Linked DNA regions of Sus scrofa: region 2 is linked to region 1. The links are chromatin contacts, called in public promoter capture Hi-C maps. All regions are on one chromosome and are shown on one strand. Each heading gives the region's core, a stretch centred on a gene start, on an enhancer-like site or on the middle of the called end of the contact. The rest is flanking DNA. Distances are from core to core; before and after follow the strand shown.

Region 1 (2,938 bases), core at 21-2,520:
GGAGGGCCAGGCCCCGTGCTGGCCCACCGCCACTCACTGTGACCATAAGACAGTAGTTCTCCTTGCAGGTCCCACAGCAGCCCACAAAGGCCACCAGGAAGAGGAAGGCACCCACTGCGATGATGACCACAGGCAACAGGGAGCCAGGGGTGGCCCCCTGGGTAATGGTCTGATTTAGCACGAGCTGGACCCAGATCCCCACGGCGATCAGTCCCACGGCACAGGCCTGCGGGGAGGACAGAGCAGGACTGAGAGGCCGCACAACCCATCAGCCCTCCAAGGTGGAGGGCGCGATGGACCCGGGACACAGACCAGAACCCCACTCCAGAGACGGATTCTCACACCTCCAGGGGACCTAACTGTGGGGGAGAAGGGTGAGCCATCCTTGCCAGGGAGGGCTGGGAAACTGTTCAAGGCTCTCAGAGAAGGCAGTCAGAAGGAACCACACCTTCCACAACCCGCTCCTCACCAAGGCAAAAAGAGAAGTTCCCAGAAAGCCTTGACCCCAGGGCACAAATTCCCAACAAAGAGAAGTGCTTCCTGTGAGCCTCTTCCTATGGGCCTCCAGGGCTCCCAGAACTGCCCTCTCACTGTCCTCCAGTGCCCACCACATCCTCACCAGCTGTGACTAGGGTTCCTGGGGCCCACTAGGGTTCCTCAGGACTCGGGTTCCTCAGGCCCACTAGGCCAGGGAGGAGAAGGGAGGAGGAAGCGGGGTAAGGGTGACCTGCCCCTCCCTGGACAAACAATCCTCTCTCAAGCCGGGGGCCCAGGGCAGGAGCCATCTAGGTGGACAGAGCCCTCTCCAACCCCCAAGCAGGAAGGAGGGGGTATGAGGGAATGGAGAGGAAGGGGGGGTGGAGGGTGCGGAGGGGCACCCCGTGGTGATAGCATCAAGCCGTTGGCGGGTTGCCCCACTGCCCCATATCACAAGAGGTTGGGTCACCAGACAGGAAAGGCAAGGAGGGATTACGGGGAGGGTGCTAGGCACCCAGGCCGGCCATTCTCGATCCCAAACAGTCTCAAAGATCCCTGCTTTGAGCTGGAGGAGGCGATGGCCGCGCTGCCCTCGGCCGTTAGCCGGGAGTTCCTTCCACATCTGCTCTCCAGCTGCCTTCCTTCTTGACCCCTCAGCCGTCAGCACTCCCGAGCCAGTTCTCCCCGCACCCTGCCAGCGCGCCCCCATCGTCCCCGCTCCCCACTCACGCAAAAGGCCAGCAGAAGAACGTAGAGCAAGAACTTGACACATCTCATTCCTCCTTCCACCGCCATGGCTGCCTGGCCTGGGGCACAGGGGAGGGCAGGGGGATTAGAACCGGTCGAAGGGGTATCCGGGCTTCGGAGCGCCCTGCCGGCCCTCGAGACCTCCCCTGCGCGGCCCCCATTCCCGGCCCCTCCCACCCGGAAACCCGCGGTCAGATCCACGTCTCCCAGCCCCCTCTTCTCCCTGCAGGAGAGGGGTGGGGGCGCCCGTCGCCCAGCCCGGACCCCGCCCCGCCGCGTCCCTGGCCCCGGACTGATCCAAGGGCGCCCGCTGGGGCCAGGGCTGGACGCCCACCCTGGGCCCGCCAGCCCCCAGGTGTTAAACACCCCCTCCCCACCCAACCAGCCCCCCAAAATTGTCCTCAGCTCTAGCCCGATCCCCAGGCCACTTTCCCCTGGGCTCTGACCACCGCCAAAAATAAGTGCGTCCCGCGCTCCGCATCCCACCCCTCCCGGGCCTCCGGAACTTTCCAAAGTTGCAAAGTTGCGAGGGCCTCGGGAGCAGCGGGGGAGCGAAGCCGATCTTCAGAGGCCCGGAGCGAGGCCCTGAGCGGGGAGCGGCTGGCGATTCCCCCCAACACCCCGACGCCAGAGCCGGAGCGGGCTCCGCGGCCTCACCTGGGCTCCCCGAGGCTGTGCGCTGCACTCCCGCCGCGGCTCAGGGGCTCTCTAGCTGCGCCCCCCGGCTCCGGCCCCGCCCGGCGCGCGGCCCCGCCCCGGCTCCATCCGCAGCCCCCTCCCCCGCCGAGTAGCCGCCAGCCTCCCTCATGTGACGCGAGAACAGCTGCGGCCTGAGTCACCCGGCCTGCAGGAGGAAGGCCGAGACCCCGGCCGGGTCAAGGCCACGTGGCCCCTGCCTGGAAGACGGCGCCCACCCCCCGCAAAGGGAGGGCACCAAGGGCAAGACCCCGGGGTGCCTGGGTTCTCCTGGCTTCCCCAGCCCCGTGCCAACTCGGGGTAGGAGAGGGGGACCAGGCGCCGCCTGCTTTTCTTTGGCTCAGGCAAACGGGGGAGACGTGTGAGAGCTAAAGGAGGGATGAGCGGCCCAGAGGAACCCTCTGTGCACCCAGCCCGGGCGGCGGAGCTGAGGCGAGGGGACAAGATGGTCTTCAAGAGGCCTCCTCATCCTCCACCCAGAGCCCACTCCCTTCCTCTCGCTCCAACTCTGTTCCAGCCCCTCACCCCTTCCCCGAGTCAGTAGAGGGCGCTGTTGGGTCCCTGGGATAGGGTGGGTCGCGAATAAACACTTTTAGAAAGTCCCTGGCTTCACATCCTGGGGGTCCCCCACCATTCTAGAAGGGGTGTTCCTTCTCTCCGCTCCCATTGTTAGTCCATTCTCCATTTTGTAGGATTCCGGAGGAGTGAGCGGAGAAATAGAGGAAGCCTTTCCCAGGACATCCCACCCCGTCAGTCATGATGCGTCATGAATGAGGTCCCTCCCTCCACTCCCGGATCAGCCTGTTACCCGGGAGGCGTGCCGAGGACACTTAGGCGAGCACAGCACGTATTCCCTGCATTTTCCTCGCCCGTCCTGGACAGCCCAGGGGCAAAGCCTGGAGAGGACTGGAAGGTGAGGGGGGGGTGGGCTCCAGAAGAAACTGTGTGAACGGGGCAAGGACGGAACCAGCCACCACACCGCTGCCCGCCCAGCCTGAACCCACCCCTTGCGTTTTTC
Region 2 (2,761 bases), core at 176-2,675, 1.2 Mb after region 1:
AGTTTTGGAAAGTTCTATTCTATTACATGACTGTCTCTGCAGCTGCCACCTATATGATCTTCTAGGCCATAAAGAACATTTATCCCGAGTTTACCTTTCTCCTGTTTCTGTCCTCATTAAAGTAACTTTGAGCCTGTTAACTACTCAATGATTATGTAGGAGCATTTTGATACACATGTGTTCTTTCATCTCCGTAATACACAACTTCTAAGGACAAACATCTAGCCAGAGTTCATTCAGATCATATGCAGCCCTTCAAATGTTACTGTGGGCTCTGCCTCTGGAAAGTACCTTCCTGGATACTTTCTCCCCTCTCCCTAAAAAATACCGTTTCAGAAGGACGTTGCACCTTGGAACTAGTTATATGGATCCTGAGACAACCTTAAAGCTGCAGCTAAGGATAATCATAAGTGACAGCAAGAGATAGGCAGCAAAGGACGGGAGAGGTAAGAAGTCATGTGCATTTAGGAGATAAGATTATCCTTAACCCCATGAGTCTGAACTCCGTCCAGTGGATGTTTGGAAACCTCATTCATCTTTCTGTTGTGCATTTATGAAGGGTACAAGGGAGGTTTTACAAACACATTCTAGGTTTTCTGGATTCAAGTGGAAAAGGAAAACAATGTCATGACAGTCCAAAACCAATGATCCAGTAACGGCAACCAAGTAAATCATCTTGAGAAATGAATAAATTTCCGAATATATTAGATACTGAATAGCGTTTGTATCTTTTTTTGGTAACGGGAATTTAACAACTCCAGGTCGGTTCTATAGGGCCAGAATCTTAAGGGGCAGAAATGACAGATACTGACAGAGATCACGGCTTTTCAGGGAACTATATCTGCTCGGCTACCCCGACCTGAGTCCTGATAGCATACGCTCATGTGTTGCTCATCTGTTGAATGAATGGGATGCTGCTCCCTTTCCAGCTGCAGCTCTGCCTGCCCATTCGGTCTTCGAGTCACCTTCCTTTTAACCAAAAAAGTTAAGGAGGCCCGCACAGCGCGACGCAGCCCCAGGACCAATTCTCACTCAGTTCAGGCCTCCCGGTCTCTGCCAAAAGGCTCCAGGCTTCTCCCCACTCTAGGTAGCTCCCCCAGGCCGCCTCAGGGCCCCGGCTCCTCAGTGCCGGCGCCCATTCACCGAGGATGAAGATTTTTTTCCTCTGCACCACGTCCTTGCCCCCTCTGCAGAAAAACGGCCAGCGCCCCGCAGACACTCCCCACTTTTCTAAATATAACCCCTCGGCACCCGCCCCCTCGGCAGCTGCTGCCCGGGCGGTACCTGAGCCGCAGACCAAGCAGCCGGAAAGGACCAGGAGCAGCCACACTGCCCCACAGCCCCCGGACCGCCAACTCCAGGGCCCGGAACCAACTGCCGGCAAGACCGCCACTTTCATTCCTCCCGCCATGGTCGCCACACGCCGCCTCTTCCTCACGTGCCTCTCCCCGGCAACTAACCCGGAACAGGCAGGGCCAGCAGCCTATCCGCTACAAGACCCGCCCCCTACCAACCAATCGGATGGGCGGGGCTTCGAGCACTCCGTTGGTTACGGATCCTATAGTCCCGCCTCTCAGCAACTGACGCGAGAGGGCGGGAAGAAGCAGCTTTCAGCCTATTAGAAAACGGGTCCTCACCTTAGTAATGGCGACAGGAAGATCCCACCCCTTAACAACATGCTTCCGTCTCCAGTTTATTTACAACTAGAGTGATTGATGGTAAGCATAACCAATACGAAATTAGAATGGGCGAGGCCCTCTTTACCAAATGATAATTTCCATGGAATCTATCTCAGGTTCCTTGTTTTCATTCGTTCCCTTTTTACCATGATCTTTTTGTTGTGGGAAGCTTAAGTAAGAGGACTGTGTTCTCCAAAGTCCTAAATGATTTAAAATAGAAATGTTACGCACAAAAAATTGTTTTGACAGTTTTGTAAGGAATAAACATTAACGTTTAAAAATTCAGTCATAGGCTGGGAATCTGGGGTTGATAATGCAAACTATTGCATTTGGAGTGGATAAACAATGAGATCCTGCTGTATAGCACAGGGAACTACATCTAGTCACTTATGATGGAACATGATGGAGGAAAATATGAGAAAAAGAATGTGCATATATATATATATATATATATATATAGGTCACTTTGCTGTACGGTAGACATTGACAGAACACTGTAAACCAACTATAATGGAAAAAATAAAAATCATTAAAAAAATACAGTCATAGAGTGGTTGGTAGAGGTTTGTGTTTTTTTGTTTGGTTTGTTGGTTGGTTGTTTTGAAAGCAAAATGCATGCAAGGATTAAGAGAAATTTGTTTCTTCCTCACGACATCCTGTGAGATAAATAGCTTTATTTATTTTTTAATATCATGATTTTTATTTTTTTCTATTATAGCTGGTTTACAGTGTTCTGTCAGTTTTCTACTGTACAGCATGGTGACCCAGTTACACATACATGTACACATTCTTTTTTCTCACATTATCATGCACCATCATAAGTGACTAGACACAGTTCCCAGTGCAAATAGCTTTATTTATGAAGAAGCCAAGGCTAAGACAGGTAAAGGAACTTGCCCAAGATTTCATAGCTCATTGGGCTGGGCTGTGGTTCCTTAACCACTGAGCAAGGCCAGGGATCGAACCTGCAACCTCACGGTTCCTCATCCTATCCATTTCTGCTGCACCACAACAGGAACTCCTGCTGGAAGTCTTTCTGTGCATCAGGTGCTTCTCCTTAAATGACTTATACAGTGAGGGCC

The links. Promoter capture Hi-C pulls out the DNA fragments that hold promoters and counts their contacts.
Region 2: a contact with region 1 is called in a promoter capture Hi-C map of fetal liver, with 2.7 times the contacts expected there. The contact joins the promoter of NEMP1 here to the promoter of LOC106510300 in region 1. A contact is called at or near these places in 1 of 5 promoter capture datasets (fetal liver) and 1 of 47 Hi-C or Micro-C datasets (heart right ventricle).

The regions. Positions count from the first base shown.
Region 1 is chr5:21,173,792-21,176,729 of Sscrofa11.1, forward strand. It overlaps LOC106510300 (basic proline-rich protein-like), which reads left to right and starts at 1,271. Exons shown (of 2, transcript XM_013997622.1): 1 at 1,271-1,579; 2 at 1,648-2,058. The coding sequence starts at 1,271. The coding sequence ends at 2,058. CD63 (CD63 antigen) reads right to left here and starts at 2,434. Exons shown (of 8, transcript XM_005663878.2): 1 at 1,882-2,434; 2 at 1,207-1,283; 3 at 38-226. The coding sequence starts at 1,272. LOC102162669 (a long non-coding RNA gene) reads left to right here and starts at 2,102. Exons shown (of 2, transcript XR_303407.3): 1 at 2,102-2,220; 2 at 2,613-2,938.
Region 2 is chr5:22,388,672-22,391,432 of Sscrofa11.1, forward strand. NEMP1 (nuclear envelope integral membrane protein 1) reads right to left here and starts at 1,426. Exons shown (of 9, transcript XM_003481636.4): 1 at 1,285-1,426. The coding sequence starts at 1,411.